Regions from separate parts of the Mus musculus genome. Here regions 1, 2 and 4 are each linked to region 3. Evidence: chromatin contacts called from public HiChIP or PLAC-seq data. All regions are on one chromosome and are shown on one strand. The core of a region is the stretch at or near the end of the contact, and the rest is flanking DNA. Distances in the headings are between cores, read along the strand shown. Region 1 overlaps Adck1 (aarF domain containing kinase 1). Region 2 holds the start of Adck1 (aarF domain containing kinase 1). Region 3 has its middle 87 kb from the start of Nrxn3. Region 4 overlaps Nrxn3 (neurexin III).

Region 1 (7,127 bases), core at 2,846-5,345, 320 kb after region 3:
GAGGAGAGAGATGTAAAGACACGTAATACTAAAGGAAAGCTGTGAAGAATTGAGTTGGAATTTTGATAGGGATTGCACTGAATCTGTAGGTTGCTTTCAGCAAGATAGCCATTTTTACTACGTTAATCCTGCCAATCCATGAGCATGGGAGATCTTTCCATCTTCTAAGATCTTCTTCAATTTCTTTCTTCAGAGACTTGAAGTTCTTATCATACAGAGCTTTCACTTCCTTAGTTAGAGTCACACCAAGGTATTTTATATTATTTGTGACTATTCTGAATGATGTTGCTTCCCTAATTTCTTTCTCCGCCTGTTTATCCTTTGTGAAGAGGAAGGCCACTAATTTTTTTGAGTTAATTTTATATCCAGCTACTGCACAGAAGTTGTTTATCAGGTTTAAGAGTTCTCTGGTGGAGTTTTTGGGGTCACTTATATATACTATCATATCATCTGAAAATAGTGATAGTTTGACTTCTTTCTTTTCAATTTGTATCCCTTTGGCCTCCTTTTGTTGTCTAATTGCTCTGGCTAGAACCTTCAGTACTATATTGAATAAATAGGTAGGAAAAAAGTGGGCAGCCTTGTCTAGTCCCTGATTTTAGTGGTATTTGCAATCCCCATCAAAATTCAAACTCAATGCTTCACAGAGTTAGAAAGAGCAATTTGCAAATTCATCTGAAATAACAACAACAACAATTAAAAAAAAAACCTAGGATAGCAAAAACTATTCTCAATAATAAAAGAACTTCTGGTGGAATCACCATCCATGACCTCAAGCTGTACTACAGAGCAATTATGATAAAAACTGCATGGTATTGGTACAGTGACAGGCAGGTAGATCAATGGAATAGAACTGAAGACCCAGAAATGAACCCACACACCTATGGTCACTTGATCATTGACAAGAGAGCTAAAACCATCCAGTGGAAAACAGACATCATTTTCAACAAAAGGTGCTGGCTCAACTGGTAGTTAGCCTGTAGAAGAATGCAAATTGATCCATTCTTATCTCCTTGTACAAAGCCCAAGTCCAAGTGGATCAAGGACCTCCATATAAAGCCAGATACACTGAAAATAATAGAAAAGGAAGTGGGGAAGAGCCTCGAGCACATGAGCACAGGGGAAATTTTCTGCAACAGAACACCAATAGCTTATGCTCTAAGATCAAAAATTAACAAATGGGACTTCATAAAATTGCAAAGCTTCTGTAAGACAAAGGACACTGTCAATAGGACAAAACAGCAACCAACAGATTGGGAAAATATCTTTACCAATCCTACATCCAATAGAGGGCTAGTATCCAATATATACAAAGAACTCAAGAAATTAGACTCCAAAGAACCCTATTGAAAAATGGGGTACAGAGATAAAGAATTCTCAACTGAGGAATACCAAATGGCTGAGAAGCACCTAAAGAAATGTTCAACATCCTTAGCTATCAGGGAAATGCAAATCAAAACAACCCTGAGATTCCACCTCACACCAGTCAAAATGGCTAAGATAAAAAACTCAGGTGATAGCAGATGCTAGCGAGGATGTGGAAAAAGAGGAACACTCCTCCACTGCTGGTGGGATTGCAAGCTGGTACAACCACTCTGGATATCAGTCTGGCAGTTCCTCAGAAAAATTGGACATAGTACTACCTAAGGACCCAGCTATACCACTCCTGGGCATATACCCAGAAGATGTTCCAACATGTAGTAAGCACATATGCTCCACTATGTTCATAGCAGCCTTATTAATAATAGCCAGAAGCTAGAAACAACCCAGATGTCCCTCAACAGAAAATGTTGTACATTTACACAAATGAGCTATTAAACTCAGCTATTAAAAACAATGAATTTATGAGATTCTTAGGAAAATGGATGGAACTAGAAAATATCATCCTGAATGAGTAACCCAATCACAAAAGAACACACATGGTATGCACTCACTGATAAGTAGATATTAGCCCAGAACCTCAGAATACCCAAGATACAATTCACAGACCACATGAAAATCAAGAAGGAAGACCAAAGTGTGGATACTTCGATCCTTCTTAGAAGGGGGAACAAAATACTCATGGAAGGAGTTATAAAGACTAAGTGCAGAGCAGAGACTGAAGAAAAGACCATCCAGAGACTGCCCCTGGATGTATCTGGGAATCCATCCCATATACAGTCACCAAACCCAGACACTATTGTGGATGCCAACATGTGTTTGCTGACAGGAATCTGTTATAGCTGTCTCCTGAGAGGCTCTACCAGTGCCTGACAAATACAGAGGTGAATGCTCACAGTCATCCATTGGACTGAGCACCAGAAGATGAGAGAAAGGACACAAGGAGCTGAAGGGGTTTGCAGCCCCATAGGAGGAACAACAATATGAACTCACCAGTACCCCCAGAGCTCCCAGGGACTAAACCACCAACCATAGAGCACACATGGTGAGACTCATGGCTCCAGCTGCATATGTAGCAGAGGATGGCCTTGTTAGTCATCAATTCGAGGAAAGGTCCTTGGTCCTGTGAAGGCTCTATGCCCCAGTGTAGGGGAATGCCAGGGCCAGGAAGTGGGAGTGGATGGGTTATGAGCAGGGGGAGGGGAGGAGGGGATAGAGGGTTTTCGGAGGGGACACCAGGAAAGAGGATACCATTTGAAATGTAAATAAAGAAAATATCTAATTTAAGGGGAAAAAAGGAGAGCTGGCAATCTATTCAAGGTCCATCTCCTGATGTTTAGCTTAAGGCTCATCAGCCTACACACATGCAACACATGACAGAGTCCAGACAAACTCCAAAAAATTAGAGTTGTGTACGAGGACTCACATGTAGCCTTTTCTTACTACCCAGACTGAAAAAGCGTCATAATTCATACTCAGAAAGTTCCGGCCTCAGTAAGCAGAGATACCCTAAATACTGTCTCATTCCAATTAACAAATATTAAAGCAAGACCTGAAAAAAAATCCAACTAGCCCCCCAAAACTTAACAAAGCCTTAGATCAAAATTTAAGAACATTCATTACAAAATATATAATACCCAAAAAGATAAAACTCAATATCTAACAACTATTGGAAAATGAACAGATATGCAGATGACAGAGAAAGCATGACATACTTTATGTCCTGAGAGGAGGGACAAATATCAAACAAAATCAACTAAGATCTGAAACTGATGCTCCAGTTAGTAAAGAACAGCATTCAAGCCACGCCTGGTGATGCAGGCCTGCATCCCCAGCCCTCAGAGGTGAAAGGATCCCAAGCTTAAAACCTGTCTAGACTAGAAAGGGAGTCTAAGCCAAGGCAGGGTTATGAGTTAGGTGGTCTGGGTGCATCATGCCATTGTATTTCTAAAGAAACAGAAATTAAAATGATAGCTTTCCAGATCAACGAGTGTGTGTTCCCAGCTCCTCTGTAAGTGCCTTGGCAATGGTGTTTTATCACTGCAAAAGAAAAGCAACTAATTACAAAGAGTCTTACCATGGAACTCTGGCCGGCATGGCGAATGCCATGTGGGACAGGCTGACCTCCAGCTCACCAAGATCTGCCTGCCTCCTTCTCCCAAGCACCGGGATTAAGGGTGTGCACCAACACATTTATCTGGCTTTCTTCAAACATGGCTTCTGGGAACTGAACTCAGACCCTCAGACTTGCATGGCAATGAGCCATCTCCTGGACCAACACCTATATCTTAATAGGGAACGGAGTTTTAGGCTGAAGGAACTCGTCTCTAGTGGTGGAGTTAACATCACCAACAATAATTTAGGGAGTTGTAAAGTAAAAGATGTCCCGGGATCCCTGGAATTCCATCAAATGAGCTGTCACAACTAACTACAAGCACTCAGCAAACAGTAAACGAGTTGCAAATTTAAGAGAATAACAATGTTATTACTTGCAACTTGGGGCTCCCCTTGCCAAAGAGCAAGCCTGCCTGCACAGATGCCCACAGGAGTTGGGGACCTGAACTCGTCAATCTGGAGACTATCCATTTGGGAACTTCATGGCCAGAAAAGCTACAGAGAACCCTTCCCTCCATCTGCCCCTTAATCACACACAGTGAGAAAATGCATAATTAATTTGTTCTCACAGTTGCTCGGCGACCGGAAAAGTGGGGGCATTTCTGGAATGGCTGCTACAGACAAGAATAACAAATGCCAAGGCCATGAGCAGAATAACACACCCAGACAGCCTGCATCCCCTCTTGGCTCGCTGTGCTTGTTCAGGATACCCGCCTGAATGTGGGATGACAGTCTCTTTTTCACATCTATACAGTCTTATACTCTCATGGCTGACAGCAGAAATCAAAACAAACCCTCAAAAGATACAGGCAAGAAGACCTCACTCTTAGAAGGAGAGTGACGCTGAGCAGGTTTGGGGGCATATGGAGAACGTTAGGTAGGGAAGCGAGGGAAAACTGACTACAGGTAGTGGTTAGACAATGTGCTTTCAACTTGAGTGGGTATGAAATCATCTAAGAGACATGCTTCCCCGGAAGAGTTATCTGAGGGGGAATGTCCCCCGAGTGGACAGTACCTTCCAACAGAAGCCCAGACAAAAAGAGAGCTGAGGAAATGGCGGTAATGCTACTTTTGCCTGCTTGCCTTTGCATCTTGTGACTAAGTACATCTACTCTGCCGCTGTTGCTGCTGCCACCACCACGGCTGCTATCCTTCGCTAATACCAGAACCCAGCTTCTTGGGCCTTCCTATGAGAGCTGAAGATTGGTGGGTCTCTGGGAATCTTCCAGGCCTTTGGTGCCAGACTGGAACTGCAGAGGTATCCATCCTCCTACAGTCAGAAGCTACAGGGCTCTCAGCCTTTCCAGTGAACAAAGAGACATTGCTGGACTGCCTAACCTGTCCAGGTCAGCTAATCTAATTATACCACTTTGTATACATTCATGTTCTGTGTTCTGTTCCTCTCGGCCTGTGGGTTGCAACCCCTTTTGGGGGGTCTTATATCAGATATCCTGCTTATAAAGTATTTATATTACAATTCATAACAGTTATGAAGTAGCAACGTGATAATTTTATGATTGGGGTCACTACAACATGAGGAACTGTATTAAAGTGTTGTAGCATTAGGAAGTTCAGAACCTAGAGGATCCTGACTAATACAAATAACATTGACACTTGTTAGTCTAATCACATGTACTAAAGACACTGTGATGCCATAGAAAAGTGACCTGGCTTAGGGAAGTAGACAGGAATTACAGCTTAAAGTCCCTCGGTGATACGTAAACAAGAATTAGGACAACATATTTCAGGCAGAGGCACCAGGTACAGCATTCATTTTATTACTCTCTGGGCTTTGTATCAACATTTAGGACTCTTCATAGTGAGATTTGTTTTCCTAACAGAGCCAACAGCAGTTCACACCCTGCAGAAGAAAATCAGGCTGCTAATAATCCCACGACCCTGAGCTAGGGAGATGAGAGGGACATTGCCCAGGTACACAGGGGTAATCTGCACAGCTCTTGAAAGGAAGACAAAGGCAGGGGAGCACTAGAGAGACAGCAGCACAAGAACTAGACCAGACGCTGCTGGCCTGGAAGACGGGAAGAGAGGATCATGAGCCAAGACACCTGGGGCATCTATAAAAACCAGAAAGCTAGTCAGGTGTTGTCTTAACTACGGTTTCTATTGCTGGAAAGAGACCATGGCCATAGCAACTCTTATAAAGGACAACATTTTCTGGGCAGTGGTGGTGCATGCCTTTAATTCCAGTACTTGGGAGACAGGTAAGTGGATCTCGAGGCCAGCCTGGTCTTCAGAGCAAGTTCAGGACAACCAGGACTACACGGAAAAATCCTGTCTCAAAAAAACATTAATTAATTAATTAAGGAAAGCATTTAATTGGGGCTGGCTTACCATTTTAGAGGTTTAGTCCATTATTATCCTGGAGGCACACAGGCAGACATGATGCTAGAAAGGAGTTGAGAGTTCTACATCTGGATCAACAGGAAGAAAGAGTGACACTAGGCAGCATCAGAAACTTCAAAGCCCATCCCTTAGTGACACATCTCCTCCTACAAAGCCACAACTACTCCAAAGGCCATTCCTCCTAATAGTATCACTCCCTCTGGGCCTAGAGGGGTAATTTTCTTTCAAACCATCACAGATATGGTGGCACACACCTTTAATCACAGCAGAATCGGGGGCAGGAGGATCTCTATGAATTCAAGGACAGCTTGGTCTATACAATAAGTTCTAGGCCCACCAAGGTTAAATAGTGAGACCTTGTCTCAAAAAAAGGAAAGACAGAGAAAAGGAAGGAAGGAAGGAAGGAAGGAAGGAAGGAAGGAAGGAAGGAAGGAAGGAAGGGAGAGAAGTGGACAGGAGGGAAGGAATCAGAAAAATCAAAGAGATGAATGTTCCCCCAGAGCCTCCACAGGGAACACCACTTGCTGACACATTTTGTCCACACAGAATCACTCTGAGCTTCTGACCTCCAGTACCCTAAGACTGTATTGTTTTAAGCCACCATTCAATAGTAATTTCTTATGGCAACCACAGGAAACTAACATAGTAGCTGTCTTGAAATGCCTTATTTCTGAAATGGAGTTTCTAAGTGAAATCTGATGGTGCAGTGGCGTCTACACTGGGATATTTAACTCACACACATTCTTGGAGGCTATTCCCCATGCTCTGGCACACTGTCTCTCCCCAAGCCCAGCCTCCCTCCTCACCTCTGCCCTGCCATCCCCGAAGCTCTACCCATGGCAGCTTACACTCTGCCATTGCCCTGCAGTCCTGCAGGGAAGCTGATAAAGGAATAATGAGAACCAGAGTCACACAGGAGCCATATGGCATCTATCCCTGTCCATGGCTACATGTCTATAGCAATGTCAAAAGGATATTGACACATGACAGGGACCTTGCACTGCTTTCAGGTACAGACCCTGACCATGTACCAGCACGGACGCTGCAAGCTCTTGAGAGCGGCCATCATCCGTGTGGCAAGGTAACATAAACACAGGAAAGGAAACCAGCTCACCCTGTAAATAGAACCCAGGGAAGTACAAAGCCAGCTCTGGCTCCTCTGAGAGCCTCCCAGTCTCCCACCCTCCACCTTTGCTGGTTGGCTCTTCATACACAGCCCAGGTCAGAGAGCCCTCCTCAACCTCACCTTCATTTGTCCCATGACTACA
Region 2 (6,700 bases), core at 1,627-4,126, 350 kb after region 3:
TTCTAAGAACCAAACTCAAGACCCAGGAATAAGCAACAAGTCTGAGCTCACATCCATAGGCCATCTATCTCTCCAGCCCCATCTTCTCTCTCTTTTTTTTAATGACATCTCTTTTATAGGGATGGACCTCAAGTCACTAAGGTCCTTGCTACTGGCTTGAAGTAAATACAACTGCTGCAGACAGAAACTCTCATTTCTGACCTGCAACCAAGCCCCAAGAGAGCCAAGTCTGTGGAAGGCAGTGTCTGGAGCTCTGGAAATCAATAGCATGTCAAAGATCAAGCAATAGTCCTCACTAGAAATAACACATTTGAGCCCGAAGCAGTGGTATAGCTGCTTAATCATCAAATCAATGACAGTGAACTCTGTCTCAGGGCCAGAGGAGACACCCCAGTTCCTCATGAATCCATGTGTTCAGGAAGCCGGACAAGTAGGTGATCAATTAAAAATGTCCATCTCGGGGGCTGGAGAGTTTGCTCAGCAGTTAAGAGCACACACGGCTGCTCACAACTGTCTGTAACTCCAATTTCAAGAGATCAGACACTCCCTCAGACCTGCATGCAGACAGTGCACATGAAATCAAAATAAATAAATAAATCCTCTTTTAAAAGCCCATCTCAAGGATAGAACTAATGAAGAAACCAAGCACTTATGTAAATAGACTTCCCAACTACCATCTACTCCCTGCCCCTCCTCAGGTGACACCCTGAGAATGCAGGTCTGAAATTACATCCCCACTCACCCCCACCTCCACACCACCTCGGTGAAGAAGAGAACCCTGCTGAGGGGAGTCATTTAGGAAGAAAACTCTATTTGTCCCCAACAGTGACCCTGGCTACCTTCCATTTCCTATAGAGATTATTGGGCAAATATACATTTTGTTTTTGTTTTTCTTTCTGGAACACTTTCCAAACCAGAAAAGACCCAAATATACTCTTGGAGAAAGCAGGCAATGACGAATCCATGCCCAGGAACATGGCCTGAGGAGGCTCCCAGTCTTCCCCATCCTACAGTTAGGTAACGTTCAATGCAAGAGTGAGTTTTAACTACACTTCTTAGTGTGTAATGGACAGAACTTGCTTGGATCAATACTAATTAAACTAAGGAATCCCAGACCAATGCCAAGGTTTCTCAGCAGATAAGCAAGATAAATCTCCCCCAGCACAAGAGAACTTTTTCCACTCAGCTCACCTTAGGAAGGGGGACTAACAACTCAAGGGCAAGAGCAGCGGGCAGCAGGTAAGAGAAGTGAGTGAGCTTCCAGAAGTGCTCAAATAAATAGCTCACATAACTTGCACAACTAGATTCTCAAGTACAGACCACTGGAGCTTCACTCTACAGACAAGGCAGTAGAAGAAATTGCCCAAAGGAGCCAAGGGAACAAATGCTAGAGTCCACGTGTGTCTGTGCCGCCAACAGAGTGCATATGAACAAGGAATTGGCTGGAGTGGCCAGTGGTTCTCTGTCTCGGACATTTAGTCCTAGATAACCCAGGCAGGGTGTGTCCTACTGGGAGACAAGACAGGGATGGATGGCTATACCAAGCACTCTAGCCATTCACCAGTCCAGTCTCTGGCAAGGAGGGGACTGAGGGGGTATGTTTGGAAAGAAATAAAGTGTGATAAATTCTCTCAGAAGTTAAAATCTCACACCATAAGGCCCGTTGAGTATCAGCCAAATACCACAGTAAAATAAGAGAGAATATAATCCAGGATAAAAAGGACCCAGGTGGCAAAACTACATGGATATATGTACATAAAGTAATGGGGTTGGGTTGCAGTGTGTAAAGCAGGTGCCATGAGTGCTACAACTACAATATCGAAGCTAGCCACAGGGACACAACCACCCCCCACCCCACCCCCCACCCCCACACACACACACCATAACCCAGTGTGACAAATCGATATGGACTTTTTCTTATAAAATAGCATTCAAACTTATAGTCCCCGGGGTAGCGACATGGCATCTCCTGGGTTCATGTTGGACATGCCGATCCCAGAGTTCAAATATCACACTAAAATCAGAAGTTTAAAGAGGAAGTGGGCTGAATTCTGTGTAGTAACAAGCCCTCCACATCACTCTGCTGCACACTACATACACACAGCCTGTGAACCACAGTGACAAGAAGACGCTTAAAGAAAAATTGTCACAGGACAAAATCCAATTCCTAGCAACTCCGCAACTATATCTTGAGCGCCTACTAAGCGCTAAGCTTCTCACTTTCGTGGCAAGTAAATGTCAACGAAGTCTGGGACAGCTGTACTATGAAAGTCTTCTCTCCGCACATCTGCTGGAAGCACTGGAAGTCTCCAAGGTACTGGGGAGTTAAGGAGACTGGAGCCTGTAGCAAGCCTAGGTGACCTGACTTCTGGGGAGGCCCCTGCTCTTCACCACTCCACGCTCATCGCCCCAGCTACCTCTGCGTGGGAGCCCACAAGGTCACCGATGTCTGAAGGCTGCCGGCGGAGCCACTCGTAGCCCCTCTTCACCTCTGCCTACTCCAGGGCACGCAAGGTTGGGCCACCCAAGTGGCCAGTCCACACTAAGGACCTCTAGGACACCGAGCGAGAGAGTCACAGCCAAGGGGGCGGGGCACTGCGAGTCACCTGAACCACGTGGTTTCGCCAGCTAGGGTGACAGGGTCACAGGCTCGAGTTTCCTCCCAGCTTCGTCTGGGCGGCAGAGCCTGAGCTCAAACGTCGCGGAGCACATCTGCACCGGACCCACCGCTCTCCACGTCCCGCACAATCTGGCAGCGGGATTGGCCAGGACTCTGTGCGCGGGTGCTACTCACCAGAGGGTAGGGAAGCTGCGCCGCGCAGCCCGGAACCCAAATTCCAGGAAACAGTGCTTTCGCCACCAGAGCGCCTACAGAAGCCGGTGCCGCGAGGCCTGCCGGGATTTGTAGTTCTTTTCTGTTCCTTAGACTAGAGGCCACAGCTGTGGTCCCTGAGCCAGAGGAAAACCTTTCCTTGTCTGCTAAGATACCGACAAAGAATCATACTGAGAATAATTTAAGGAGTCAAAGTATAGATCCATGTTTAATGGATGATGTAATTCTGGATCTGTAGATTTTAAGTAGGCATTAGATTCTAATTAGAATTCTAATGAGTGAGTCAGCTATTCCTGTTGAAACGAAGACCTTGAGAGAAATGAAATGAAACCTTGTTTCAGTGGAGAGAATTGTAGGAGAGGTTAAATATTTCTGTGAAAATTGCCATTATTATACGGAAGCAAAGCGAAGTCTCTGGTTTGACAAAATGCCTATTATCACTATTCATCTGAAATGCTTTGCTGCTACTGGAGTTTGATTGTTATGGTGGTGGACTTTCCAAGACCAACACTCCTTTGTTGATACCTCTTAAGCTGTCACTAGAAGAATGGAGCACCAAGCCGACTAATGACAGCTATGGATTATTTGCTGTTGCAATGCACAGTGGCATTACTATTAGTAGTGGGCACAAACTCTACTGCATCTGTTAAAGTCCCTGGCTTTTAACAGTCTAGAACTCGATGAGGGGAATTTTGTGGTTGACCAGATGTGTGAAATAGGTAAGACAGAGCCACTGAATGAGGAGGAAGCAAGGGGGTGGCTGAAAATTATGACGATGAAGTATCAATTAGATTTGGTGGAAAAGGTTTTGAACAACAACAATAAAAAAAATGTAGAAGGTATTGGACTTCTTGGAGGACAAAAGAGCAAAGCAGACTATGAGCTGTCCAACAAAACATCTAATCCTGATAAGGTGGTTGGGACCCCATTCACTGACAATAGAAATTCTGAAACTAATGATACTAATGGGACCCACGAATCTGACAGGAACGAAGACTCCAGTGACCCAACAGGCGTTAACATGAATGGAGTTGAGAATGAAATTTCCTATGCAGTGCAAAACTTAAAGGAGTATGAGGGGAAGTAGTTGCTTTTTGATGATTCTAAAGCAAAAGTTACATAATAGAAAGACTTTCTGAGTTCTCTTTGCCCTTCTACATCTCCTACATCAACTTCCTACTTGCCATTCTATAAAAAATTATAGTGAGTATATTTTCCCTGTAAATATTAAACAGACACGGACAGATGTTGGTAAAGTTGATTACATCTAAGGGTCTTTAGTTTATCTTTTGAAGCTATTGGATATTATTGGTCTCTCGAGGCTTTTACATACTTTTTACCTATTTTTTAAATACTGAAAACCATGTTGACTTTTTAGAATCATTTTCCTTACTACAGACAAGTGATGGATAAGCTGGGAACCAACTTGTCTAGATTCTAAATGATCCAAAATGGAAACTTGAAACAATTAACACTTTTGGATTTACATGATCTTTTGTGTTTGCTTTTTAAAATACAGTGCTTGTATTTGTATTCTCCATATTTTGGAGTAATTATCTATATGATGGTTATTGGTCTGGCTTTTTCACCCAAGAAACCATTTCATTCAGTATATTTAGTGTTATAATAGCCATGAAGCCAAATCTTTGGGCTGTGTCAGAGACACAAAGTCTAGAATATGTATATTCACAATGGTGTATATTTTGTGCCTTGAATAACTTTGGAAAGTGCCTCAGAAAACCTGGCAATCCCCTCTATCTTCATAAGAATTTTATATGTATTTATGAAGATGACTCTGTACTCTAGTCAATCTTTTTTGGCATGACCAATTTATATCTCTTCATATTCATTCTGTATGATCTGTACATAGTACACCAACTTAGAGGTGTGACTGTTAAGTTATTTAAAAACAAACAAACAAAGCTGGAGGTCAAAAAAATTAAACTGTTTAACAACAACAGCGAGAGAGAGAGAGAGAGAGAGAGAGAGAGAGAGAGAGTTAGCAAGGGCTGGAGAGATGGCTCAGCAGTTAAGAACACTGTTCTTCCAGAGGTCCTGAGTTCAATTTACAGTAACCACAAGGTGTTTCACATCCATCTGTAATGGGATTGGATGCGCTCTCCTGGTGTATATAAGAACAGCTACACAGAAGATGGCCTAGTCAGCCATCACTGGGAAGAGAGGCCGCTTGGTATTGCAAACTTTATATGCTCCAGTACAGGGGAATGCCAGGGCCAAGAAGTGGGAGTGGGTGGGTAGGGGAGCAGGGCGTGGGGGAGGGTATAGGGAACTTTCAGGATAGCATTTGAAATCTATATAAAGAAAATGTCTAATAAAAAATAAATTAAAAAAAAGAAAAAGAAGCCATGAAAAATACAAAAAAAAAAAAAACAAAAAAAACAAAAAAAAAAAAAAACCAAAAAACAAAACCAAAAAGAAAAAAGCAGAAGTGGGTGGGTAAGTGGTAGAGAGGCAGGGGGAAGGGGTATGGGATGGGGATTCTGGAGGGGGGACATGGAAAGGGGATAACATTTGGAATTTAAATAAAGAAAGCATCCAATAAAAGAAAAAATGAAAAAAATAATAATGCAGATCTTATCATCCCTTCGACAATGAGAAAACCACGCTTGAGAATATTAAATAACTCATCTGGGGTCACTGTCTGGTTAGGGACTCAGGTAACTTCCTCTATGCAGTAAATATAATGCTTTTCTCAAAAGAAAAGAAAAGAAAAGAAAAGAAAAGAAAAGAGAACAGCTACAGCATTACTCAAGTACATTAAATAAGTATTTTTTTTAATGAGTCAGCAAAGAAGGAATTTACTGTTAGTTGTTAAATAGTAAGAATATGAGAGTGGATCTGAGTTATCTGTGATCCTGATGCATTGACCTCTGGTGACCGAATGTTGATTTATAAGATGCACTTTGAAATGATAAGTGAGTCATCCATTTTATAAATATCTGAAGCTATTCTCACTGCATCTTTCAGTTCAATGGAATTGTAATCAAATTTCCAGCTATAATTTTACCTGGCCCTTTGACAAGCTAATCTAAAAATTATATGGAAAACACAGGGTAAAGCATAATGAAAACATTACTGAACAAGAACATGCTCCAAGAACTTGGCCTTCCGTACTCCACATGTATGATTAGGCTATGAAAATTAAGACCATGTGATATTTACATAGGCTGGAGGAAAGGGATGGAACCTTCTAAGGAAGCCTCCTGTACTGCGTGGAGGGTGGAGGTTTTCAGGACATGAGCTGAACACTAGTGATCTGCTAGACCCTTTAACTTGTTCCACATGCAGAAACTAATGTGATGTCAAGATTCTCACAAGAAAAGAAAAGAGAAAGCATCCCCTTGAGTTCAAGACAGGGCAAGTGTGGTGGGCACAAATTGTAAAGGGAGCCTTGTTAAATCTGAACTGAATTAAATTTAAAAACTTTCCTACTGGATATTTGGTTGTTGTATGTAGAAAACTCAATTGTTTGCAAAACATACAAGCTTAGGAAGATAGTGTGTTTGTCAGGTGCAGTTAGGTGTGGTGCTGGCTTAACTGGCAGCTGTCATGTAGAAGAATGTGAAACTGATCCATTCTTATCTCCTTGTACAAAGCTCAAGTCTAAGTGGATCAAAGAACTCCAATAAAACTAGAGACACTGGAAATTATAGAGCAGAAAGAGGGGGAAAGCCTCGAAGATATGGGCACGCGGGATGGGGGTGGGGGGGATTCCTGAATAGAACAGCAATGGCTTGCGCTGTAAGATTGAGAATCAATAAATGGGACCTCATAAAACTGCAAAGCTTCTGTAAGGCAAAAGATACTGTCAATAAAACAAAAAGGCCACCAACAGATTGGGAAAGG
Region 3 (7,138 bases), core at 725-3,224:
TTACAAATCTATTTGTTAACTAACTCCCCTTCAGTGTTAATCTTCTAAGAGTCTACAAAGATATAGTTCAATTTTCATTCCCCTATTTGTAATATCAATTACAGGGAAATAAGCAATAAACACAAGACAGAGCTCCTGCTTATATACTTTACATCCACAGGTAATGATAGACACCAGACACCAATAGCACACATACACAGGAGACATCATTTTTTAATGCTGATAGCTACTGTGGGAAAAATGAAACAAAACCATGCGATGTCATGGGAAAATGACCCACTTCACACTGTATAGTCAAAATAGAGCCATGAAAAACTATTGCTCTGAGTTTTGTCTGATGGCATGCGTATAATACATGGATGCTTTCCAACACAGTGGGACAAACATCACTGATAAGGTTCCAGATAAAATGTATATAAAATTTCAGTAATGACATTAATAAGTCTCATTCTTAGAAGTCATTCTGTAAAATGGAGTGAGACATTTGCTACAGGGAGGACAGGAAAATGGGAAAATCAAACATGCAATACACACTTTTGAGGCTCAGGACACATACACACTCTTTTTAGCCTTTGGTGGTTGAGTACTGAAGGCAAGGGACTATGGCAGCAGACCACCTACTATCAAATCCTGGCTTTACCATCTACCAGCTGGGAGATCTTCGACAAATTGGAAAATATTGCCTTATTTTGAAATCTTTTAAACAGCTACAGGGCCATGGAGATTAGTCAGTGGGTAAAGGTGTTTGCCACCAAATCTGACAATCTGACTGCGATTGACGGGACCCACAGGATGGTGAGAACTATCTCCTGAAAGATACTGGACCTCCACATGCATACACCTATGAACCTACACACATACACACAATGAATATATAAATTGATTGAGTATAATTTTAGAACGGTTTAAATAGTTACAATAATAGTTGCTCTCTCTTCAAAGGTTGTGATAATTAAATAATTTAACTTATGTAAAGCACTTAGAATAAATCACAGAGTCTGGTAAGTGTTGTATAAGTATTACCATATTCATCCCCAGCTGCAACCCTTCATGAACATTCATGCACATATCAACATCAGGCATCCTCCCAGACCACTCCTCAAGGCAATCAGTGCAAAGACCCCTGTGCAAATTGGATGAGGCAGATCCCAGCAGGAAGCTGATTTCAGACCTAAGCTTAAAGAGGTTTCAAAAAACAGGCAGAGGTGAAGATGCAGTGCATGTAGAATTGTAGAAAACTATAATTCCTTTAGAATCTCATCAAGACTCCAAATAAGCATCAGTACCTAACCACACCCAGTTTACAGAAGTTATAAAAGGAGGCCCCACATCCTCTAGGCACTTTCTCTGATATCTCCTTGGCTAGAACCATTGTCTGAAGACCAGTGATCTTACTAACAAGATTACAACATTTGCTAAGAAATACAACATTCTGGGTTCACCCAGTTGATCCTTATGAGCCTTAAGTGTGCCCAAGCCTAGCATACAGTTTAGCATACTAACAGTTTGTGGAATAAATGAATTATAACTCTTTGTTTGTGCTTCCAATAAATAATAATACATTCACTGAAACTAATCAAAGCACTTACTTTCATTTTCTCATCATCTAAACCAAAAACTGTAATAATAATAATTGTTATTATTATTATTATTATATTATAATAAATTCTAAAACAATCAGTTGGCGTTTTATAATAAAGCAAAGTGTGAAATCTTCATTAATTTTAGGTTGGACATCCATTCTATAAGTTTAAAGATCTGGTTTCATCTAAACTCTAATTTCATATTGTCCCATTCGTGGTGCAAAACAAAGAAATTTTTAGAACTGAGGAGACAATTTCCCCTCAAATTTCGTAGAGAGGGATATTGTCTTCAGCACCACGGAGAGCTCCCAGGCGGCTCCGCAGGGTACTGAAGAGCCAGCATTCTTCACAGAGTGTCACCCAGACTGCACACCGATGACCCCTAGTGAAACCCCATGGCCGCTGCAATTCAAACCCTGATACTCAATAAAAAAAACTAGTAAGTCTGGAGAGAATGGGCCTGGAGACAGCTGACTGATCCGTGCAGCTACTTTTGTGCCAACTCGGCATTTTTATTTCCCTTTCACCCCTCCCCCACCAGAAGTTAAACGTCCAAGTGAATTCAAAAGCTGCAATCTAAACTGTGATCCGATCAAGCTGGTCACACCAGACAAAACTGATCTTATAGGAATGGTGACTTTATCCATTTTGGAGAACAGAGTTCATTACAATAATAAGAAACAGAATAAGAAATAAGCAGAAACGGGAAGAAGAGCAGCCACAGCAGAACTGGGAAAGAATTCACTTTACTATCATTTTGGAGGATTAATTCTAAGCTTCCCTCCAATAAACATCATTTTTCACTCTAGTGGGAGGTCCGGAGTCTGAAATTATTCAAGTTAACTTTCAGAGTGCATCTATCTCCTCTTGCCAAGCTCAATGATATTTGTTTAATTGTCACTTGGCCTTCTGCATAGTTCACTGTGGAAGTCCACACACTAGCAACCAGATAGTGAGATATGGATGCTTAGGAATGACTGAGTGTGTATAGTACACATCTTGGAATAACTGCAGAAAACAGGAAAGTAAAAAGGAACCATTGCCAGAGTAGGTTGAGGAGTAACAGAGATGGGGATTGCAGGCTACAAGGGATCTGATCAGAGAAAGGAAAAAAAGGGAGGTTCTTTAGACAAAATAATAATTGTATCTGAAAAGTCCTATGGAATCATACTGTTAACTCTTTATGTAAAAAAAGCATACAATAATATGCATAATTCTGTGTATGAATATATAGAGATTAAATGAACTTTCCCCATTTGGGCTGACAATGCTTACACAAAGAGAAAAACCTAAAAAAAAAAAAAAAAGAGCTGAGACCACCTAACAAAAGCCCCAATACCAGACATGAGAAGCCTTCTTTGGAAGGCTTTGTTGTTCGGGGCTGTCCAAGAGACTCCCAAAACATTTCTGCTATTCCCCTTGCTATTCCCCCAGAGCGAGAAGGAACTTAAGGTTCTATCAAGTAATATGTACGTCAGGACTAGGGTTTAGGGATGCCTGAGCTGGAACTGTCCTGAATGAATGCAGGAAAGGGAAGGAAGAAGTTATGTAATTATATTACAATCTCAAAAATAAAAGAAAAATAGAATGTGAGCCTACAAACACACCCCACCATAAGCTGTAGTTTTCTGTGGCTCTACATAGAAAGGGAAACTGTGTGGAGACAATTACGTGTGCTTCAGATAATGGGTTATTTTTAAACCTGGCCCCCTCTAGGTCCTTTGCCTACCAGCCAACATAAGTGGGAGGATTATATAATTACTTGGAGTCTTCTCCTTGGAGATACTAAGTATTTCAGGCCACATCCCTTCAGCCACCTCCTCAGTGGCAGCCACAGTGTACTGATCACCTTTTCTGAGTTACTACATGCTTTCACACCTCTATTCTTTGCCCATGCTGCCCCCTCAGCCCAACACCCCCTCTTCACTTTTCTTCCTTCCAATCTCCTCATCAAGCTAACATTATGTTCATGCCTCAAAGCTCAGATCAAAAGCTACCTCCTCCATGATGTCTTCCGAGATGTCGTCTATAACCGCCTTCCACAATAACCATTTCCTTCCCTAGTCTTATCTTACATTAGATCTTTCTGTTTCCATGCCCCTATCCAGATTTAACCTCACAGAGAGCAGGCATCTCTCTCTTTTTTGAAGTATCGTCGGCAATACCATCACACTGTGTGGCTTCTCATTCATCACAGAAGGCTATAATACAGTTTTGAATTGATGAGCGATTGAACAAAATTGAACAATGGAAAAGGGAATTTGTAATGTTTTTCCACAGTCATCTTTAGCTAAAATCTTGAATCAAAAGTAACTTGCAAACTGTGTTTACAGATCCATTATGCCCACTGAAGGAGGAAAGGGGAATAGCTAACTAAGCCTTTCACATAACTGGCTAAGGCTACGTTCACCGTCTCTGTGGATGGAACAGATATTCCTTCAATTTGGGGAAGTCTTAGTAACTCCTTTGCCCCACTACTGGGATATGCCCAGAAGAAGCACAGTTTCTGTACCCCAGTTATGACCTCCTGTTGCTTGGTGCTATTTGCCACCATATTCTTATGTGAACTTGACTTCTAGCCTCTCCATAATTGTATCACCACTGGTTTAATAAGCCCTGTACACATTCTACTGTGTTTTAGAGCCTCGAGTCATGAATCCTTCAAGCCATTATCCAGGGTAGCTGAACACAGGAATGTGGCTGTGAACACTGTACATGAATATAGCTGTTTAGAGTCAGGATCATCTCTTGCTGCCACCACACAAAGGACAATGCACTATTAGGAACAGAGCACTCTCCAATTCCTGTGAAAGCAATTATGTGTGCTTAAGATAATGGATTATTTATTAAGCTTGATGTCAAAGAAATGTCTCTTTCACAACCCTTCCGCCAGCAAGTGTCAGTTCCCAGCAACTGCATCTTCCCCTTCCATCACTCTTGGCATTGGGTTTGATGGTGAAAGCTAAGGGAAGGTAGATGAGCCTCAAGTGTAATCGGACTCATCGCCAGGATCCTCTGTGGTGAGCTAGCTCTGGATCTATCTTCCAGCTTCCTGGCTTCCTAATTCTATATACTGTCTTCATGAACCCTCATTATATCTTATTCAGTTCCTTTCAGTTCTCTTGGTTGAATTTGGGCAGATGATGATAATGTTCCTGCCTTGTTCAGGCCACTAGAGTCTGTGTTATGCTTTTCATCTCTCTGATTCCTGATTTGAGCTGCAAAAGGGAGTCTATCTTCTTGCTGCCCAAGTCCATGATAAGAAGATTGTACATGGCACTAGGAATGAGACCAAGAAAGTAACAGCATCCTCCCATGAATTCAGTGGTCCACTCTTCTACATGATCTCATAGTCACCTGCAATGGCCAGTTTCCACTTCTCTCAGATCACCTCTCATTGCTTCTCTGAAAGGAATAAAGAAAACAGGAAACAGAAAACGTGGGACTGAGTTTGTACATTCATTTCCCATAAGCTGCAGGGGACCACCCATCTCGAGCCTTAGTTTCTCCATCTGTAAAGTGGAAACTCTATTTAACCAAAGTATATGAGAACTAAACCAGATAACAGAGAGGCGATGTTAGGATGTTCTCAGAATTGTAACAGGAACAGGGTAGGACTTGAGGACCACTACAGTTAGTGAGGACTTGAGGCAGGTGGGGGCAGCAGAGGGCCACTAGGGGAATAGAAGGAAGGACAGCTTTTAGAATCTTTGGTTCTATGAGCAGGCATTGAAGCAATTAGGTCCTTTAAGAAGGACATATGGTAGAGGGAGGGGATAGAAATCAATCGGATAAATGTACAGGGTCTACTCAGATAGAGTGTGAGGTTCCTAGGACAATTGATACCACAGAGATAGCAGGGAGCCTGGGTGCCCAAAACCTTGCGGTGATAGAGCTTGCCTCCTCTCTGGTTGCTTTGGAGTTACCTCCCCACAGAAAACAAGTTTTGTCAGTATCAAGCTAGGCAACACATATGAGCAAAATTATTTCATGGGCTAAGTCTTTAAAGTGCCATGATTTGTATCTTTAGCCCAACTATAAAGGTTTAAGACTGAACTAGGCTGATAATAACCTTATCTTAAAGCTCTTATTTTGTCTTTTGTTTTATTTTTAAAACATCCTAGCAACTTTTTTTTTGTCTCATGATCATCTACAAAATGTACATCTCAGATTAGCTTCCCACAGGTCCTGAGAAAGGTATAAAGTGAACATCTGAGAGTGGTCCAAGAAGTTCAAATACACAGACAAAATGGAAAAGGACTGTGAAAGGAGTCTGTGTCTGAAGAGTCCGTGAGTGGGACTGGGCCATGGCTCAGCAGGCCTATGGAACACTCTGTCTGCGAGGCAAAAAAATGAAAGTAAGATGAGGTTTGGGGCATGGGCCAAGCATACAAAAGATCATGTGGCCTTTAAAGGTAGTGACAGTGTCATCTTCTCTGGATTCCCAGTGCTTCTCAGAGGACTTGGTGCATAGAAATGTGCCAGGGGTGCCTGGTGAAAGAAAGAAAGAATGAATGAATAAATGAATAATACTAATTCCTTTGGGCTTCTATCATGAGACAGTAGGCCATATACAGTCTCACAGAGGATACATTTCACAAGTAGATTCTGTTTTTATTGAATGAAGAGAAGGGGTGTTGTTGTTTAATTTGCACCCCAAACATTCTCAGGACAGTTGCTTTAAACTCTCAAGTAGTTTACGAGGAAGTGGGGGAGGGGTGCTTGTCTTCTTCATTACACCCCACCCTATCCCATTTTGCATCTAGAAAGGCCTTTGGAAGGGTGAGTTTCCAAAAGCACCCTACAGACATTACATCCTTGTCACCAGAAATTCTGATGAATGACTCAGCTCTTCATGAGTCCCTGGTGTGTCCCTAGGCTGCCATCCCCAGCCTGACTGTGCTGGCCCTTTATCTCTGCATCTCCTGCTAGACCCCTAGTGCAGCACCGGTAGCACTAACCCACTTTTACCTTCTGCCATGTGGTGTGGGTCTGTGGCTGAACTGGAAAGAATGAAAAAAAAAAAAAAAGCTAGACAGCCATTTGGAATCTTAATGAGACCAAGTCCATTTCATTATGTTGTCATTTCATATTTCACCACTTTGACAAGTGATGGCACAGGAGGCCTCCAAGGGGCTTGCTGCTTCACACACGGGGTGCTGAGTGGTGGGAGTGGGAGAGGAGTGGTAGAAAGACAGGAGACATTCATGCCGCCCACCAGCGATGTCCCTGCCCATGCCAAAGCCAAAGGAGGAGAGGAGGAGGGTTTTCCCTGGAGACTGAAAAAGAGATCCAAAAGCAGGAGGCTAATGAAAGACCTTTGACCAGGTTAAACAGGAGCTCAGATCAAAACTGGGCAGGAAGGGAGGAGCCTCCCCATCCCGGCAAGCTCCCTTGCATGTTCTCAAATACAAACAGAGCTGGCCTCGGGGCATCGTAGAAATTGCTATTATAAATTCAGATGGTGCACCAGGGGGTGCCTCATTTTCTATTATTGTGGCTGGTCTCGTGAGCCACTCCAGCAATAGGATCTCAAAAGTGCAAGTGCTACCCCC
Region 4 (6,456 bases), core at 928-3,427, 440 kb before region 3:
GCACAATTGCCCTCACAAATGCATATGCTCACCTGCACAAGACCCAGACAAGATTAAGTTCCTCACCTTTCCTTCATGGGTAGGGGGAGGGAATCACAAGGTTCCACCCTTCACTGAAGAGCTAGCTACTGGCAGGTTGATGGCTATCAGAGGAAGGAGAGGCCTTTTCTTTAGTGGTGTAGCCACTAATGAATTGCTCATGTTCCAGTAACTAATTGATTCCATCATCTATGTTTGTATGAACAACCCTAATTAGCACAGTTTGTCACAGAAACTAGAGCAAAAAAAAAACAAAAACAAAAAACAAACAAACAAACAAACAAAACCAAAAACAAAACAAAACAAAAAACCAAAAAACCAAAAAAAAAAAAAACAAAAAACAAAAACCAAAAAACAAAAAAAAAAAACTTGATATAGGGGTCAGGTTGTTGGATTCGAGACAGTAATAGGGTGTGAAATGACAAAAATACATTACATACACATCTGGAATTTTCAAAGAATAAAAACAAAACATAAAATGAAATTAAAATAGAAACAGGCTCTGTCTTATATATGTTTTTTTTTTTAAAGAATTCTAGCCTTAAGAGGAGCAATATAGAATGCAAATTCTTATATGAATCACAGCTTCAAAACTCCAGCCTGGGAGAATAAAAATAATTTTTCCCAATCTACAAACCTGGAAATTAGTAGGGTGAAAACCTGCATTAGTGAGTTCAAACCAGGTGGGTTGAACCACTGTACTGTGTACTGCCTTGTTCATGTAAAATGTTGTGTGTGTTTTCAAGAGTTACACAGACTCTAGGTCAAAACCCTTTAGTGTACAATACAAACATTACTCTCTTTACCAACATAAGTCATTTCCATGGTTAAACCCCTCTATATGTATTATTCATACTATACTGCCTATGGGTGTCCATATGAAACCTTGGTTTTGGTTTTGACTTTCACCAACCACAAGAAGAAATGAAAACATTGTTGGAATTACCTAGTCACACTCCATTTGCATTTTTCTACAAGGAACTTGATTTCAGATCTATAGAGTCTAGAAAGTGCATGATGTAATAACTTAGGAAGGGGTGTGGGTTTTACGAAGATCCAGCCACATAGATCTACAACAGAACAGTTAATCAACAGCAATAGAGAAAAGACTCTCCTTGTTCAGCCCAAAGATGTTCTACACCCTTTGCCTTGATGTTCAATAGACTTTTTGAAAGTAATATTCTCAGCCACCAAAATGGTCCAATTTTTAAGTCAGACTATGCTATGACCCTTTTGTATGCCATGAATTCCTGATACAATGGGTGGCACTGGGTAGATATGTGCATTTGGACTTAAAATATTAAAAGCAGTCTACCCTTATCAACAACTTAATGCCACTTTATTGGGAGAATCTATAAGAGCCTAGACATGTAAGAAAAGAACTATAGACCTTATGAAGACTGGCAGCTTGAAAGTTTTTTATGATAGAGATTAATAATAACTATTATTAATGAAACTTGATTCTGATGAGGTGAGCAGAAATTGGCAGCTGGAAATTCTCCGTGTAGTTGAAAGAATCCTGTGTGTAGGGCAGAAAATCTGACTTGGGAATGAAGGTCCTGACAGTTACTTATGTAAATTTGGACAAACTGGTCAACATTTCTAAGCCTCCCTTTTAGACCCACAGAATACTTAGCAGCATGCAAGCCCTACTTGTCTGGGGGAGTTGTCTCGCCACCCAGATTGAGGGAAAGTGTGTTTGAATGTGCTTTGTGACTTGTAAGTCATTATGCAAATAATTGCTCTTATTCTATGTGCATGTGTCCAGGCAAAGCCATGACTGATTCAGAGAAATGGAGAAAGTATGGTGGGAAATATGCAAGATGAGAGGAAATAGAAATGAGCAATGGGGGTGAAAGGGGGAAGAGAGAAACTGCCTAGGGCATGAAGGGATAAAAAGAAAGGAAGGGATGTGGAGGGAAACTGGTGCTGGTACAGTAACAAATAAATCCCCCAGCATGACAGCCTGCTGCTGAAGCATTTCATTTTCCCACAACATAATGGTGTGTTATTGCCCATTATCTGTTCTGTCAGTGCCAGAGTCGATATTAAATGAGGGGCAGCTGCATTTAGCTGCCATTTTTCAGCTGTCTCCACGTTGCCATGGAAACCCAGTTGTTTCTTGGTGAACCTGCCAGTAAAGAGGAGGGGGGAGGGTCAGGGAGAAGGGGAGCAAGTGCTGCAAGAGGTTGGGGTGTCAGGGGTGGAGTGAGAAGGGCTAAGGGATGTGGCAGAGGAGAGGGGGAAAAAAAGAACAGCACAGAACAGGTTTGTCACACTCTGCCTGCACCTGATAAATCAGCCATTTCGCAGGCACCATCTATACTCAGGCAGCAGATTCTCCTTTGCAGTGCCTCTCAGCTCGGACTCTCCAGGAGCTCACTAGGTGTGGGTTCTGAGATCATCCAGTTTCCCTCCTTTTACTCAACATCCTTCTCTCCTTCCTCTACTTCTTCCACTCACCCCGATGCCATTCTCAGATGGGCACTGGATCTCTGACGAACGTACAGGAGAAAACCATCTCATTTTACTAAAGGTATTATCAGGCTTTTGCACAATCGACATGCCCTCTTCTATAAAATATTCCTTTTAAAGAATCACCAGATGCTTTCTTAGTTTAAGAAATCACTGAGATATCCTGACATCGCAAATTTTAACAGAAAACTGAGCCAGATAGTCACATTACCGAGAACTAAACCTTCAGGGAAGAACCAGCTCAGAGCCTGGAGTGGTGGGCTCTCAAGCAGACTTGAAAAGTCATTTTTGGTCCGAGGCTCCTTATACATATGTACTAGAGGGCTGACTGCCTTGTTTGGCCTCAGTGGGAGAGGATGTGCCTAATTAATTCTTTAGAGATGTGATGTTCCAGGGTGGGGGTATGCCTGAGGTGAGGATCTTCTCAAAGGCAAACTGGAAGGAGGATGGGGAAGAACTCTATGAGTGGGGCTAGGAGGGACAACATTTGAGATATAAGTAAATAAAATAATTAATAAATTTTTAAAACAGTAATTTTTGACTCAAAGTGGACAGCAACCAACATAGGAGGCTGATGGACCAATCTTTTAATTTTTTTCTTCAAAATTTCTAAACTATAAACATTGGCACAAGTCTAAAAACTAATCCTAAATGATAGTTACATGGACTTTCACCTTGTAATTGTCTTAACCTAACATAGTAAAAACATGAAGCATAGGAAGACTAAAGAATTTAACCAAACTCATCACTTCCCCAAATATAACTCCCTAACTCGAAATCTCCCTTCTTTCTTCTGTGTTTCTCCTTTTCTCTCATGCAACTGAGATAAGGAGAGCTATAGATGGATCTTTCTAAGTTTTCATCCCCAATTTTAATCCCACTTTCCACAGAGTCTTTGCTTCACGTTTACCATATCTCATAAGCAATTTTGCTTGTAGACCAAGGCTTTCCAAGAATCCTGATAACTGTGAGATAATTGTCAGGGCACCACACATTGATTTTCTAACACAACAAAGCTCATTAGTACCTTACCTATGTCATGCCTTTTCTATTATAGTCACCCCTTTTGGACTCTTAATTAACCAATTACAATAATAAAAAAAATGGCAATGTGCCTGTTCTATACTTTCTTTTTTTTTTTTTTTTTGAGGGTGTCGTTTCTCCTTTATTTTTATTTTTTTTCCATTTTTTATTAGGTATTTAGCTCATTTACATTTCCAATGCTATACCAAAAGTCCCCCATACCCACCCACCCCCACTCCCCTACCCACCCACTCCCCCTTTTTGGCCCTGGCGTTCCCCTGCACTGGGGCATATAAATTTTGCGTGTCCGATGGGCCTCTCTTTCCAGTGATGGCCGATTAGGCCATCTTTTGATATATATGCAGCTAGAGTCAAGAGCTCTGGGGTACTGGTTAGTTCATAATGTTGTTCCACCTATAGGGTTGCAGATCCCTTTAGCTCCTTGGGTTCTTTCTCTAGCTCCTCCATTGGGAGCCCTGTGATCCATCTATTAGCTGACTGTGAGCATCCACTTCTGTGTTTGCTAGGCCCCGGCATAGTCTCACAAGAGACAGCTACATCTGGGTCCTTTCGATAAAATCTTGCTAGTGTATGCAATGGTGTCAGCGTTTGGATGCTGATTATGGGGTGGATCCCTGGATATGGCAGTCTCTACATGGTCCATCCTTTCATCTCAGCTCCAAACTTTGTCTCTGTAATCCTTCCATGGGTGTTTTGTTTCCACTTCTAAGTAGGGGCATAGTATCCACACTTCAGTCTTCATTTTTCTTGAGTTTCATGTGTTTCGCAAGTTGTATCTTATATCTTGGGTATCCTAGGTTTGGGGCTAATATCCACTTATCAGTGAGTACATATTGTGTGAGTTCCTTTGTGAATGTGTTACCTCACTCAGGATGATGCCCTCCAGGTCCATCCATTTGGCTAGGAATTTCATAAATTCATTCTTTTTAATAGCTAAGTAGTACTCCATTGTGTAGATGTACCACATTTTCTGTATCCATTCCTCTGTTGAGGGGCATCTGGGTTCTTTCCAGCTTCTGGCTATTATAAATAAGGCTGCTATGAACATAGTGGAGCATGTGTCCTTCTTACCAGTTGGGGCATCTTCTGGATATATGCCCAGGAGAGGTATTGCTGGATCCTCCGGTAGTGTTCTATACTTTCTAACTAAAGTCTCACAAGGACAATCTGATTCTGGGTGATATTAATATCCTCTTCAGCAGGTAGCAAAAATGAAGATCAATAACAATACACTACATCATACAACTAGTTAGATAGCTGAGCTAGAAATCAAACTAATCTCTATCAAACCTCAAACCTCAAGTATCTAGCCTCTGCATTATACTAGCTCTCTACAAAACATATACACAACCCAAAGCCCATTTTCATGATATCCTACTAACTCTATTTTAATCTGACTGCTGCTTTCAGAGCCTGGTTTACTGCACTATACCCTAAGCAATAAGTTTAATTACAATGTATTTTATTAGAATCTTGTCTGACTTGGAAATTAAACTTGTATCACCACTTGTAGTCTTGTTCTTCTCTCTGAGGTTATCTTCTGGTCTCTGCCTGACTCCATTGTGCCCATCTGTATTTCTATCTTCAAATTACAGATGGAGTCACCTTTCCATTGGCAAATCATATTCATCAAGACAAAAATGCTATCCTATCTTCGTCCTACTCAAGCCACACTAGAATACTTTACAATCTGTCCCTTGTGATCTGGCCTATGATATTCTCTATAGCCTTATCCCATCATCTCTGCCTGACAAAGCATACTTGATACTTGGAACAATGATGCTGCCTAAAAATGCCAGGAATTTATAGATCCACCTCTAGCTCTACCTATCACAGTCTGCCACAGCCTCAAAACAGAAAGCCCATATTTTTGAATGTCCACCTCTGTCTCTTTCTGGGTCTTACCACTGTTGAAAGCATAATCTAAGCTTTATTTTCTTTAGGATGTTTTTGTGATGCCTGTGTCTATGTCATGTGTTCCTTATCTGAGTGTTCTCTAGCCCTAATGTACCAGTATGGTAGTAATTATCATTTCACACTGAGATCTTTTTTCAGGATAGGGACTGAGCCTAGACCATTCAATTCTGCATTCTGGAACACTGTGGGCTGTCATTAAGTGATTACTGAAAACATTACTTATTTCATCTGACAAAAATATAAGATTATTTTTATAAATCTGAACAGATATTAAGTGGAATTTTAAATGCAACAGTTCAAGGGACAAAGGCATAAGGAAGTTTTCTGTATCCATACCATACCACACTACACTATATAGAAGCTTCCAAATTGTGCTTTTCCAACACCATGCCCAACTAGTTCAGAAGTAACAAAGTATATAAATGAGCCTGCACATAAAACATACATATATAAGGGAGTATATTTATTTATATAACAACAGTAGAGAGAAATGTTCTAATACAGAGGATCTCTGGGATACTCTGTCAGGCAGCTTTGTAAGGCACTTACAGTCACTCTGTAAGGCAGCTTTGGGAGACATAATGCTAACATCTTTGTCTTTGCTGAAGTTTCTCCTAGTTAGGGTGTTCAGACAGAGAGCTCTGTTGCCATTCATGTGTCTTTGAGTAGATAGGAAACTATGACATTTCAAACCCATGTAGAAGGTTCCATTATTTCTCCTGGTACCAGTGGTGTATAGATAACTAGTACCCAAGATCTACACTATCCAAAACCACTTTGACCAAAATTCCCATAGCCTCCCTTCCGCTTTATATCACTGGCTGTCTTCATGCTTTAATATTTCTTTTAGAAAACATCCACTTCCTTCTAGTCTCTTTCTCTATTTTCATTCTTAAAGCTTAGAATCTACACACATCATTTATATGCTAACAAAAGTCTCAAGGTCTCCTGGTGATTACTTCCCTCTGGCTTCCTGGTACC

The links. HiChIP or PLAC-seq counts read pairs in DNA pulled down with a chosen protein or histone mark.
Region 1: an H3K4me3 HiChIP or PLAC-seq map of embryonic basal ganglia shows a contact between it and region 3, with 4 times the contacts expected there. The contact joins two enhancer-like sites. A contact is called at or near these places in 3 of 39 promoter capture datasets (the HPC-7 cell line, hippocampal neurons and liver), 1 of 15 datasets of contacts at CTCF or cohesin (stem cell-derived epiblast-like cells), 2 of 484 Hi-C or Micro-C datasets (cerebral cortex and nephron progenitors) and 3 of 115 datasets of contacts at active chromatin or transcription factors (VIP interneurons, embryonic basal ganglia and embryonic forebrain).
Region 2: a contact with region 3 is called in an H3K4me3 HiChIP or PLAC-seq map of embryonic basal ganglia, with 5 times the contacts expected there. The contact joins the promoter of Adck1 here to the enhancer-like site in region 3. A contact is called at or near these places in 10 of 39 promoter capture datasets (the HPC-7 cell line, HPC-7-derived erythroid cells, cranial neural crest and 5 more) and 4 of 115 datasets of contacts at active chromatin or transcription factors (embryonic basal ganglia, embryonic hindbrain and embryonic stem cells).
Region 4: a contact with region 3 is called in an H3K4me3 HiChIP or PLAC-seq map of embryonic basal ganglia, with 3 times the contacts expected there. The contact joins two enhancer-like sites. A contact is called at or near these places in 1 of 15 datasets of contacts at CTCF or cohesin (pro-B cells), 2 of 484 Hi-C or Micro-C datasets (the CH12 cell line and nephron progenitors) and 1 of 115 datasets of contacts at active chromatin or transcription factors (embryonic basal ganglia).

The regions. Positions count from the first base shown.
Region 1 is chr12:88,385,974-88,393,100 of GRCm38.p6, reverse strand. All of the region lies in intron 3 of Adck1 (aarF domain containing kinase 1), which reads right to left. Among named protein-coding and RNA genes, the nearest start is that of 3200001D21Rik, 12 kb to the right of the region's middle. Within about 2 kb of position 4,095, at least 19 of the 459 cell types and tissues checked have an H3K27ac peak or open chromatin away from gene starts, as enhancers often do. A contact at or near this core is called in embryonic basal ganglia, where this site is marked.
Region 2 is chr12:88,356,690-88,363,389 of GRCm38.p6, reverse strand. It overlaps Adck1 (aarF domain containing kinase 1), which reads right to left and starts at 2,876. Exons shown (of 11, transcript NM_001277297.1): 1 at 2,795-2,876. It also overlaps the pseudogene Gm5655.
Region 3 is chr12:88,704,262-88,711,399 of GRCm38.p6, reverse strand. No RefSeq gene overlaps it. Among named protein-coding and RNA genes, the nearest start is that of Nrxn3, 87 kb to the left of the region's middle. Within about 2 kb of position 1,974, at least 60 of the 459 cell types and tissues checked have an H3K27ac peak or open chromatin away from gene starts, as enhancers often do. A contact at or near this core is called in embryonic basal ganglia and second pharyngeal arch cranial neural crest, where this site is marked.
Region 4 is chr12:89,144,907-89,151,362 of GRCm38.p6, reverse strand. The region is part of intron 3 of Nrxn3 (neurexin III); the gene reads right to left. Among named protein-coding and RNA genes, the nearest start is that of Gm40537, 180 kb to the right of the region's middle. Within about 2 kb of position 2,177, at least 39 of the 459 cell types and tissues checked have an H3K27ac peak or open chromatin away from gene starts, as enhancers often do. A contact at or near this core is called in embryonic basal ganglia, where this site is marked.